Regions from separate parts of the Oryza sativa genome. Here region 2 is linked to region 1. The links are chromatin contacts, called in public HiCAR-type maps. All regions are on one chromosome and are shown on one strand. The core of a region is the stretch at or near the end of the contact, and the rest is flanking DNA. Distances in the headings are between cores, read along the strand shown.

The links. HiCAR-type assays count read pairs that join an accessible place to other places.
Region 2: a HiCAR-type map of leaf shows a contact between it and region 1, with 2.6 times the contacts expected there. The contact joins the promoter of LOC4350232 here to the promoter of LOC4350220 in region 1. A contact is called at or near these places in 2 of 15 Hi-C or Micro-C datasets (leaf and seedling) and 1 of 4 datasets of contacts at active chromatin or transcription factors (leaf).

Annotation. Positions count from the first base shown.
Region 1 is chr11:8,877,383-8,883,730 of ASM3414082v1, forward strand. LOC4350220 reads right to left here and starts at 2,027. Exons shown (of 3, transcript XM_015762156.3): 1 at 1,777-2,027; 2 at 599-736. The coding sequence starts at 1,905. It overlaps LOC4350222, which reads right to left. Exons shown (of 5, transcript XM_015762224.3): 3 at 5,314-6,348; 4 at 4,129-5,226; 5 at 3,511-4,045. The coding sequence ends at 4,348.
Region 2 is chr11:9,106,890-9,112,691 of ASM3414082v1, forward strand. LOC4350232 (anthranilate O-methyltransferase 1) reads left to right here and starts at 3,535. Exons shown (of 4, transcript XM_066305462.1): 1 at 3,535-3,832; 2 at 4,145-4,567; 3 at 4,705-4,750; 4 at 4,860-5,514. The coding sequence starts at 3,758. The coding sequence ends at 4,924.

The DNA.
Region 1 (6,348 bases), core at 777-3,276:
CAACTGATGCCTATACCTATCGCGTGGGAGAGATATTCCCATTTTTTGGTTAGATGATATGTCACTACTTGTTAAGTCATTCCTTCTATCATTTTCCCTAAGATCAGCACACAGCCACGCTAGTTGCTTGCTGAACAAAATACATAATCAGAAGATAAATCAGGAACATACATCATATGCAAATAGATATGCACAAATGCTTGTTTGTACTGGACAACAAAATTTTGATAATCTACTGTAACACGGTGCGCTTTGTACAGTGGTACCATTATGTACAAGTTGCTCAGTATGATATCATCAATAACAAACACACATGTGGTAGGCATAGTTCAGCATCAATGATCAGTCTAAGTTCACAAAGAAACCAAAGAGGAAAAAAATTTTGTCCACGCATATTTCTAGGTAAAACTTGCAGCAAGTGAACCATAGCTTCTTTCACATGTAGAGTGATATAGACTGTACAGCAAAAAATATATTGAAACTCTACATAAATGAACAGACACAAAGTTGGGTTCTATGTTGCTCTATGATGGCAAGTAATGGAAGGCAATAATCATAAGAAAAATGAAAAGCAATAGGTGAATGAAACTGGAAGTACCTGGAATTTAGCCATCTCAGTCTCAACAACATTGTTGGCAGTAAGGACAGGCACGCTGCAGTTCTCAACACAATTGTTGATCCCTTCTTGACTTCTTCGGCGATCAAAGCATTCATACGCACACTTGAAGTACGCTTGCTGATGATCAATAAGAAAACCAGAAACCAAAAAAAAAAATTAACATTGGCTCTCTGTGCAGATTACCCCTCTCATTTTTATGGAGATAAATTCTCCTCTTACAAAGATATGTAGCATATTTTATTACAGCATTTATTCTTTATCTGAAGATCAATAAGAAAACCAGATATAAAATAAATAATTAGCACAGGGCTCTCAATTTAGATAAATTCTTCTCTCATAATGACATACTTTATTCTTGGTCTTCCACAATGAGAGGCAGTGAAACAAATTGAACAAGCGTACAGCATATCCTTACATTTACAGACTCCAGAACAGAACACTAAAGAAATTTCATAAACAACTCCAATACTGTCTACTCATGCCTGATAACATACAAAAAGCAAATGACAGTACAGAACAGAAGATTCAAGAACTTTCATAAACAAACTCCAAGACTGTCTACCCACACCTGATAGCATACAATGGAGTGACAGGAGAATTTTTAAGATACTCCAGAAGCTAGATCCGGGCAAAAGTCACACAAAAATATATAACCAGCAGGTTTCAGTAGTTGGTAATCATTCTCCGATATTGGGCTTTCCAAACTTCCAAAATATACTAAGTTGCATCCACCTGATTGATTGATGCCCAACCGAATCACTGAAACTACATTGGAACAAATTATTTATGCAAGGCTCACCAAATCTGATATCCTTATATCAACTTGAGAGTCTACAAACATTTGGTATCAAAATAGCAGAGACTGCCCTATCCCTGAACTATCTACAAATCCCATATAAATAGCACGCACTACCGTAACACTTTGCTTCATCGTCGCCAAATCAAACATCGGAACAAGAACATCCAAGCCCTTACTTCCCAGCTCCCACGAGACTAATCCAAGAAACGCCGCACCAAGTCAGTCAAGATTTGCAACCAATCAATACCACCAAATTTCCGGATTTCCGGTCCCGTGTATCCCCAAAACACAATAAATATACTACCGCGAGGCGAAAAAAAAATGTACTAACACTAGAGAGATTCAGAGGAGCCCTGACCTGCATGGTGAAGTTGACGTGGTCCTGGACGCCGGCGAGGTGCTTCTGCGCGGCGGCGTTCACCTCCTCCAGCTTCCGCCGGATCCGCTCGGTGATGACCCGCTCCTCCATCGACCCCGCCTGGTCCATCGAGCTCTCTCGCCGGGGGTTCCTGGGTTGGGGGCAGGAGGCGGCGGAGACGGTGGCCGCCGGCGGCGAGGCGAGGCGAGGCGTGCGCCTGTTTTCTTTCTTGGTGAAGAGGGCGAGAGAGCAAGAGAGGTGGAGAAGATGGGAGAAGGGTTTAAGGGCCGTGGGAACGGGCTAGGGTTTTGGAGGCGGAATAAGTCCATTTTGCCTCCCTCATCTCTTGCCCTTGTGTGAATAACATCCCCCAACCGTAAAACCGGGTATAACGCCTCCTTCATCTCTTAAAACCAGAGCAAATGACCTCCTTGAGCGGTTTGGCAGGCGGTTTCGTCCGACGTGGCGTCATTGACCCGGTTGACGAGCTGACTCAGCATGTGGGACCCACATGTCAGTGTGTTGTATGTACGGACTAGGCCGAGCTGAGTCAGCCTGGAAGGTAAAATTATTGGCGTGCGGCTCGCATCTCTCTCTCTATCCCCATTTCCCCCCTTTGACCAAAACCCTTGACCGACAGGCGATGGCCAAGGCGACGTGAGGTGCGGCGGCGGCGGCAGCGGCTGGTGTGGAGCGCGGCGGAGCACAGCGACGGCTGGTGCGGAGCGCGGCTGGCGATAGCGAGGGCGGAGACGACTAGGGCACAATCCGTGGCGACGGCAAGGGCGCAATCCGCCGAGACGGTGAAGGTAGGAGTGGATTCGCGAATAGAGGTGGTGCGGTGATGGCTAGTTCCCAGAGCGACGGGTCATCGTCCTATTCTCAGCATTCATCGAGGAGTCCCATCCCATATAGGGTTGGTCCTTTTGATTACCAGTCGGCCGTGATGTGCGACTGTCGCGTGAAGGCTGCATGGTGGATCTCGTGGAGTCCGGACAACCCCAGCCGCCGGTACTTCAAATGTCGCAATGCCCAGGTATGTTTTGTTCTTTGGTTGGACGGTGGATTTTTTATTGGGGATTGAAATTTATTGCTAGGGATTGCAGGAAGGTGGATGTGGTTTTTATGCTTGGTATGATGGGCCGACGACCACCTTTATTAGAGAAGTGTTGAATGATTTGCGAGATGCAGTTTGGTCAGCGAGGAGGGAGAAGGAAAGACTTGTTTGGCTATCCAAGAAGAGAGGATGAAGGTTGAGGAGAAGATAATAGAGGTTGATGCTGCTCAAAGAGAGTTGGAGGCAGCAAGAAAGCTGTCATGTGACTATGCTGAAAGAATTGCTGTGCTGAAGGATAGAAATAGTAGGCTAGAGAAGGAGAGATGTTATCTGTTAGTTGTTGTTATGGGTTGTGTATTTGTCATGTTTGCACTGGTGTTGGTAAGGAGAAATGTAGGGTGAAGTATTTGCAGCAAGATGGGTGTTGTGGTGTTTTGTAATGAACTTTGTCAGGTTGAAAGAAATATCTGCAAGTTGTGGTGTGTTGTAATGCACTCTGTGTTAATGAAGGAAAAATTCCTGTTAAAATGTTTGTATGGTTGTGCTTGATACATCTGAAATTAAATGAATTAGAATTGTGTAATTTGAGCAGACAAGATAGAACCCATGAAATATAATTGGGTCATTTGAGCACTCAATTTATAACACATTATTTGTAACAGCACACACAACACATATGACCAGCACAAATGAAGATAGTTCACATGATATTGCATTCAGATAGCTCAATTTGTGACATAAGTTCAGACTGCATTAGTGTGTGGCAATATAGGCCTACACACAACAAATGGTCCATATCAGACATCACACACATTTGAAATGGTTCACAGATGGCAGCAAATGGCCAGGAATTGGTCCATTACAAAAACATCAAACATCATAGCTCTCAGACACAGGAGTCATTACAACACATTAACATAGTTCTAATATTAGTTAAATGGAGATGGCAGAACTTCAAAGCTTTGCAGACTCCCATGGTGGAAGAAGGAGTAGTGGCCCAGGTGTGGCTTTCTTTGGCTTCATCTTGACTGGTTCTTGAGCTGAAACGTTGACAACTGCTTTGCCACTATTCAACCTCACTGAAGCACTGGATGAAGCCTATGAGTATGGTACAATTGCATGCAGGTCTACAGTTGTTGTACCACCTTCATTTGTGGGAACTTATGCTGTGGCTGTCACTTTCACCATCTGTTGTGCCTCCTGCATTTGTGCCTGCATGTACAAGAAAGAGTTAGCACCAAGTTTGTTTCTATTAATTGGAGCAGCAATGAATGGATTATGAAATATGTGCATACCTTTCTCTTAGAAGGAGCTGGTCTCACTGAGTGTATTGCAGAACTAGTGCTGGTACTCGAGATTGACTTTCTTTTCCTACCCTGTGTATAGTTTGACAGTACTAAACCCCCTGCTGGGCTGACTGCATTGGTCCCTGCTGGGCTGCCTGTAGGGTGAGAAGCAGCTGTGCTAGGGCCCCCTGAACTATGTTTGTAACAAGTAGACTTGTTATGGCCAAACTATTTGCATTGCCTACATCTGATTTTTGTGCCCATCTTTGACATTCTGGTTGCCTTTGGAGCTTCAGTGGGTTCCCTTCTCCTCTCAGTCCTTGGCCTGCCTGGCATTTTGATATATCCAGGTGCATTGAGAGGTTGTCTGTCATCATATGGCCAGTTGTTCATGCCCTCAAATGGTTCCAGGCAATGGCTATAAGTTTTCTTGAATTCAGTCACTGAGTAGCAGTCACTAATGTATCCATCTAGTGAGTTTGTCTTGAAGAAGATACATGAGATTGCATGAGGGCATGGGAGTCCTGACAACTGCCAATATCTATAGGAACATGCCATTTTGTCTAGTTGCACTGTGAACCTATTATCATGGTGCTTAACTTCATAGCTAGATGCACCATTGCATATGGCATGGGAAAAGGCTGACTTAGTGATATATGCATTCAATTTTTTAAGAATACCAGGGCAGATAGCAGTGTTCCATCTAGCTGAGGTAGTAATCTGATCATGGATCCTAACCATAACTTTCCTTCTAATTGTTTCAAGCATAGTAATGATAGGAAAAAACCTAGCTTCCAAGATCCACTTGTTGAATGACTCACACAAGTTATTGTCTACGGAGTCACAATTGGAGCCTAACCTGAACCATGCCCTGCTCCAGTGCTGGGGGTGAGTGTTCATGATTGCTTGAGCTCCAGGTGGTGTCAGTTGTGCTAGCTTTGCCCTTGCCAGGTTGAACAGCAAGATGCATGGAGCCTTGGCACATCTCCAGAATTTCTTCTGCAATATCTTCTCATTGAAATGCCTTTTCCAATCAGCATAGATGTGCCTTGCACAATTCCTATGTTCAGCTTCTGGAGCCCATTTCTCAACTGCATTAATAATACCCTATAAGAAAACAGTGAGAACATTAGCCCTATTGCAAATCATGCACTTTCAGTCCTACAAGATTGAAAAAATGCTTCTTGGGAATACCTTTTGTTGGTCTGATATGAAAACCCAGCCACTGCCATCACCCACTTTCAAGTCACCACACAGCAAGTCTAGAAACCAATCCCACTCTTCATTGTTCTCCTTGTGAATCACTGCCCATGCCACTAGATACATTTGATTATTAGCATCCCTTCCAATTGCACAAAGGAGCTTTCCATTTGTTGCTCCCTTGAAGAAGCAACCATCCAGTCCTATCACTTTCCTGCAACCAGATATGAATCCTCTCTTACATGCATCTAGGCAGATGTAGATCCTTTTGAACACTGGTGGATCCATATCAACCTCTCTGTTAACTACCACTGTGCTTCCAGGATTTGACCTCAGCAACTCCTTCTGATAGTTGTACAACTTCTGGTACTGTCCCTTAGTTGCATCCATAGCTTTCTTCATCACAATTGACTTGGCTCTCTTCAACTTGCTTACAGAAACATTAGCAAACATCTCTTCCTGTATTGTAGCCTTCATGTGAGCTAATGGCCATGAGGGGTTTGCAATTATAAATTTGCCATACTTGTCAGCAATCCTAGTGGCAGTCACCAACTTGTTATCTCTTCTAGGAGGGCATGCATGGAAATTCTCAAAGGTGACAATCTGCCAACCATCACTTCTACTGTTATTGGACAACAGACATACCCAAGGACAGCTATGCCAGTCACATTTTGCCCTCACCCTCTTAGGATCATCCTTCACAAAGTTTATCACCTTTCTCTCAGCCAAAGCATATGCTGTAATTGCTTTCTTAAACTGACTCTTGCAACTAAATTTCATTCCCAACTCAAATGTTGGATATCCAGGCTTCTTCTTGAACCTTGCATTATTACTTCCTCTCACTCTTAACTCCCCATCAGAACCCTCTTCCACTGACTCTTCATCATCACTGTCAATATACTCAGTGTCATTGCCATCTCCTTCATTAGTACCAGTAGCCATATTTGCATTTGTCTTGTGCCCCCCAAAAGTCACATCATCCAAGCTAGCCACTTTGCTTGTCCTCAGCTTCTTCTTGAGATCTTTGTA
Region 2 (5,802 bases), core at 2,285-4,784, 230 kb after region 1:
ATGTGACGGGCCGTCACAGATGAGAGGATATGTACAAGTGAGCATTAGTAATTAATTATCTGTTATTATTTCTTCAATCAGAATAATTATCAATTAAGTAACAACCTAAAAAAAGTAACAATAATTAATAATTAATTGAGTCATCAGCTTCTTATCAGGCACCCAGATCGCTACGCGCGCAGCCAAGCGAACTCGCGCACGCGCGGCAGAGAGTTCACGTTGTTGACACTGATTTTTGAACATGTATATTCGTTTAAAATCAGTGTGAAAAACATATGAATTTTATTTTTTATTTGTCGTACGAATGGTTGTCGACGTCTCTACGTGCCTCGCTCCACACCTTGTCTCTAATATGTCTTTTCGTCTGCCAGTCGCACACATACATCTATCGATATACAGCACCCCAATGCAATTTGATTGACCAAACTACCAAATAACCTTAACATTAATTAGCTAGTAATTTCACTTAGCTGCAGCGTAAAAGATAGTTCATATAAAACTGCAATATGGTTACCTATAAATGTTACTGATCATATCATAGGCTTACTGTGAATTCACAGAGTATATAGCTTAGCTAGTCCATCGGATATAATTCTAAAATTTGACAGGATAATCGTATTTACGGTTAATTATTTCTTAAGTAGTGGATGATATGCCCCGTTAACATTGAGGCGTTAGTGGTAATGTTCTTATTCTCAAGATATAATGGCGCATGTAAATTTGACATTTTTATTGCTACCACAGAAAATTCAGAAAAATGATTTTTTATGACTTGCTAGAAATCAGATGGCCAAGGAGAAAGAACTCATACCTCCCGACATGCAAAACAATATAGGATAGGTTAGCGCATCATTAATTATGTTACACTTAAAATTTATTTTCAATATGGCAAGAACACTATAATAAAGATGAGTAAGCTATCCTATATGCTATTTATAATCAAGAAAAATTAAATTACTCCACGAAATGAACCGATGGTGGCAATAAAAAAAGAGCAGAAGGATGCCAATATGTCAGCTCTCGAGATGGAGGATGCTGATGGTGAGTGAGAACTGTCAGGAGGAATTACAAGAGAGTTATGAGAAAATAAATGGGATTAACCATGGTCAATTGTCTAACTGTTGGTAGTGGCATTTTCTACTAAAAAGTTGCTTTGATGGTAGAGTTTGTATTGCTAGCTGTTTCAAACATATGCATGCATGCGGTGACATATAGGACAGGAGGAATGGAACTAATGGTTGCTACTGACATTTGACATTAATCTATTGGCTGAAATAAATAAGATGATATGGTTGTCTAGAATCACAGCTTATGGGGACAACTATATATAGGAATAGTAAATTGATTTGATTAGAAAATTTGAACGGTTTGCTACCAATAAATACCATTATAAAACACCTAAAAAATAAAAGGAAAAATGACATTATGACAAGTTCCACGCTACAGCGAGATACAAAGACACGCAAGCAATCATCGTCTTTACTCATCGCTGTGGCAATACTTGGCCCACGAGAATGAGCCTCTAAAAGCAAATACTCTCAAAATAAACGACACGCGTGCGTGCCCCCGTTGCCACGATCCAATGAGCAGGTTGAGGAGCAAATTTTTGTATAGCTTCATAGAATGCCTTCAAAGAAATATTCCCAGGTAATCAGCTACTTCCTATTTCATATTATAATATTTTCTAGTATTGTATGAATGTAGTTAATACTAGAAAGTCTTATAACTTGAAACGGAGGTAGTAGCTAGCAAAGTGACACTAGTCAAAGTTCCACAAACAAGACGACTTGTCATTGCAGTAGTTTTGTTAAGTTGAAAGTCCTCAGGCTACTTTTTTTTTCTCTCTCTTATATGGGTTTAGATACAGTACAAACGTGGTTTTTACAACCGACCATAAGGAGTTATTATGCGCGGTCAGCCACCCACCTAGACACACACACTTGTGAAGATAGCGATTCTCATAGACTGGTATCATCAATTTTCATGTGTGTTATTTTTTACATAACTGTTTGCAAAAATCGAGTTTCGCAAGCCGTCTACTAAGAGGACCACATGCAAAAATCAATTTTCGCATCTAGACTATGTTAAGATGATAAACAATCCTAGTTACTTTTGGTAAAAAAATAATTTATAGAAAGCCCTGCCACTCTGTAGCAAAATTGACATCTAGATCCACGTCAAAAACAGACCTAAAACATCTAGAGATTCACCCATACCCAACGATCGCAAATTAAACAAGAGCATCAACTTTATCACAAACAATCTTATCCATATCACAGCGGAAGCAGAAAATTATCCAAATCCATGGCACCGCCGACCTTGCCGATCTCGTCCCTAATCTCCCCGCTGACAGATCCGCACCTACCGAGGTCAGCAGCAATGAATTCGCCGCCACTCTCGTCGTCACAATAGGTCACATAAGTTGATTGTGGAGAATACCACCACTCCCGTAGCCTCTAGCGGCAAATCCACCCTTCCCGAGGCTGGAAGTGGCAGATCCACCGCTCCTAAGGCCATCGACATCGTCATCGCCGCTCCCATAGCCTCTGATGGCTGATCATCCCCTCCTAAGTCCAACAATGGTGGATCCGCCGCTCCCAAGGCCTCAAACGGTGGATCCACTCCTCCTGGGCCGACGGTGATCTACCGCTCCTAGGGCAGCCGTTGCATCATCGCTGCAGCTCCGGAGGCCTTTGGCGGAAGATCCACACCTCCCAAGGTGGGTAGCACCAGATCCCTTGGTCTTGTAGCCTCTGCCGCTCCCATTTGCCACCGCCATCGCTGCTCCCCACTATTGTCGCTGAAGCTAGATTCGGACAACACACACCACTGTGCACATTGGCCGGATCCAATGAGGGGAGGGGAAGGAGGTTGTGCGCGGCAAGCTCAAGGAAGCAGTGAGGGTAGAGAGGGAGGGTGAGTAGAGAGGACAGCGCTGAGGGGAGGGCGCTTCTCCAGGCATGCCTATTTTTTCAATTGGTTCTACTATGTCTGAATGTGAAATTATAATTCTCACTGGCCTGCGAAGATAGTTTTTCTAAAGTGGTATCACTCTTTAATATGAACAGGTCAATTTACTTAATGAATATTTTATTGTTTCAAGAGAATTCACTGGTGCAGTTCGATAGAACAGTCGACAGACTCAAAGTCCAAATTGGCTGCGATGGATAGAGACCTCAATCTTATCCTTGCATATTCGTGGATCATTTATGACCGTTGAATAAAAAAAGTTGATTTTTGAAATAAAAAATTCAATACTAATCAATACTATGTTTGTTCTTTATATAGTTGGTACCCACCAATACTCAAAAACTTAACATGTAAATATATTACATCATCATCCACTAAACAAGTGTTCCAGATCGTATCTTCTTATGCAAACATAACACTTGGTCACCAAGTTATTATATTCTAGAGCTCAGAATCAGTATACAAGTATATCAAATCCTCATCCCTATATCGTTTTTATAATATTTCAAGATATGCCCATCCAAGATTTTTATAATATTTGTATTCATTTATCATACATTATGCAGCAAAACACGAGATATCACATATTTGTCAAACATGAAACCGACCCAGAGTAATCTTAATTAATAAGCCCAGTCTTCATGACTTCAAGATAAGCCAGTACACAGAAGAGATTTGTTAATATAAACTGGTACAAGTGGTGGAGAGAGCTTGTTATTGTCATGCTCCACATTGCATGGTGACAGGTATAGTGATTTAGGGTTTCTAGCAAAGCACTTGTAGAAAAATGAAGATCAAGCTTGATTTCCACATGATTAAGGGGGATGGTGACTCAAGCTACGCAAAGAACTCTAGTACCCAGGTTTGTACCAATGAATCCTTTCTCCCCGCTAAATTTAATTTTGGCATGCCTTCTATTATTTTTTACTTTTGTTGAACAACACTCATCACATGCTCTGGGTATATATATGAGCCTATATTGGGATGTTTTATGACTATCAGATACACAATGCACTGGGTGTGGCACAATAATTCTAATGTTTAATTTTCACTGTTATTTTTTGTTTATGGATAAGCTAGTACTAACAATATTTACACTTGCTCTTGATATTAAGGAGTACTAGCTTATTGAACTAACACTGTATTAATATGGTCATGCGTGCATGTATACTAGGGAAAAGCCATTCTTTCAACCAAACCAATGGTTGAGAAAGCCACGAAAGAAATATGCATGGATCTTCAACCTCGGTCAATGGTCGTAGCTGACCTAGGATGCTCCTCTGGTGCAAACACGCTCCTCTTTATCTCTGAGGTCATTGCTATCATAAGTGAAGAAACCCCTGCTAACAACAACAATAGGGAGTGCCCCATGGAGGTCCAATTCTTCCTCAATGACCTACCCAACAATGATTTGAACCACAATTTCCAGTTGCTAGAGCAATTCAAGCAGTCAATAGTGCGAGATTGTGCTCGCAGAGGGCTACAACATCCTCCATACTACGTTGCTGGCGTGCCAGGATCTTTCTACACCAGGCTCTTCCCTTGCAATAGTGTCCATATCTTCCACTCATCCTTCAGCCTCATGTGGCTCTCTCAGGTGGATGACCGTATTTATTTGTTCACTTATGGCATCTCCTGTAGTTGCGTTTGTTAGTATATTCTCATATATATACAAAATTCTGACATTTGATCTTTTTATTATCTAGACTTGACTAGCAATTTCTGTTTTTACAGGTCCCAGATCTTCTTGGTAGCAGCATGAACAAAGGGAACATTTACAGTGATTTTGCCTCCCATTATCTTTTTACAGACCACAAAATCACTTACTAAAGATTTTTGATTTAGAATAAAAAAATATTTCATGATTCTTTTATTATCTTACACAATAGGGTCGTGTGGAGAAGGAGAAGCTGGACTCTTTCAACCGACCAATGTACGGCCCTTCTGTGGATGAGCTGAAGCAGCTGGTACAAGAGAGCCAGTTGTTCGACATCATAGACATCCGGGCCTTTGATTTAACTTTTGATCCCATAGACAAATTGGAGTTGGAAGAGAGCGCCACCGCTACAACAGGGAGACCATATAGTGTTCATGAGGCTATCGATAACAACCACACCACAACTTTAAGAGCGGTGACGGAGACCCTATTGGCAAGCCATTTTGGGGAGTCTATAATGGATGATCTCTTCACGCTCTTTGCATGTAATGTCACGCGGCATCTTGAGAGCTGTGCGTGGGAGGAGAGCAGCATTATGGCCATTTCTGTGTCACTGGACACAAAAGTGCGAGGATGATAGCCAATTAGGAACATAAGAACTGGTTGAGAATTTAGATATGGTCTCGGTAGCCCAACCAGATCAGTTCAACCTGTTGTCTACATGACAGTACTGAGTCTTGATCCAGCAAGTGTCTCCTCCAAGCTTAGGGCTAGTCCGAACCAGCACTGTTCACCCTCAGAAAACATGATGGATTATTAGCACATGATTATGTATTAAATATTATAAATTATAAAAAAATAAAATTTATTTACAGTTGAGTAGTTTAGTAACTGTGCTAATATATAGAAAATGAGGAATTTGCCGTTTGGAGTTACTGAGAACAGTTGAGCCATCGTTAATTACTTTCTTAGCATTTTCCTCGAGCTATTGCGTTCGCAGAAACGGAAGTTGCAAATTATACACTACTATGTTCGTTCGGTACGTACCGTTTAGTAGTTTAGTATCCGTGCTAATAGAAATTGAGGAATTTCCCAATTGGAGTTGTTGAGAACAGTTGAGCCATCGTTACTATTGTTAGCATTTCTTCTCGAGCTATTGCGTACGCAGAAACAGA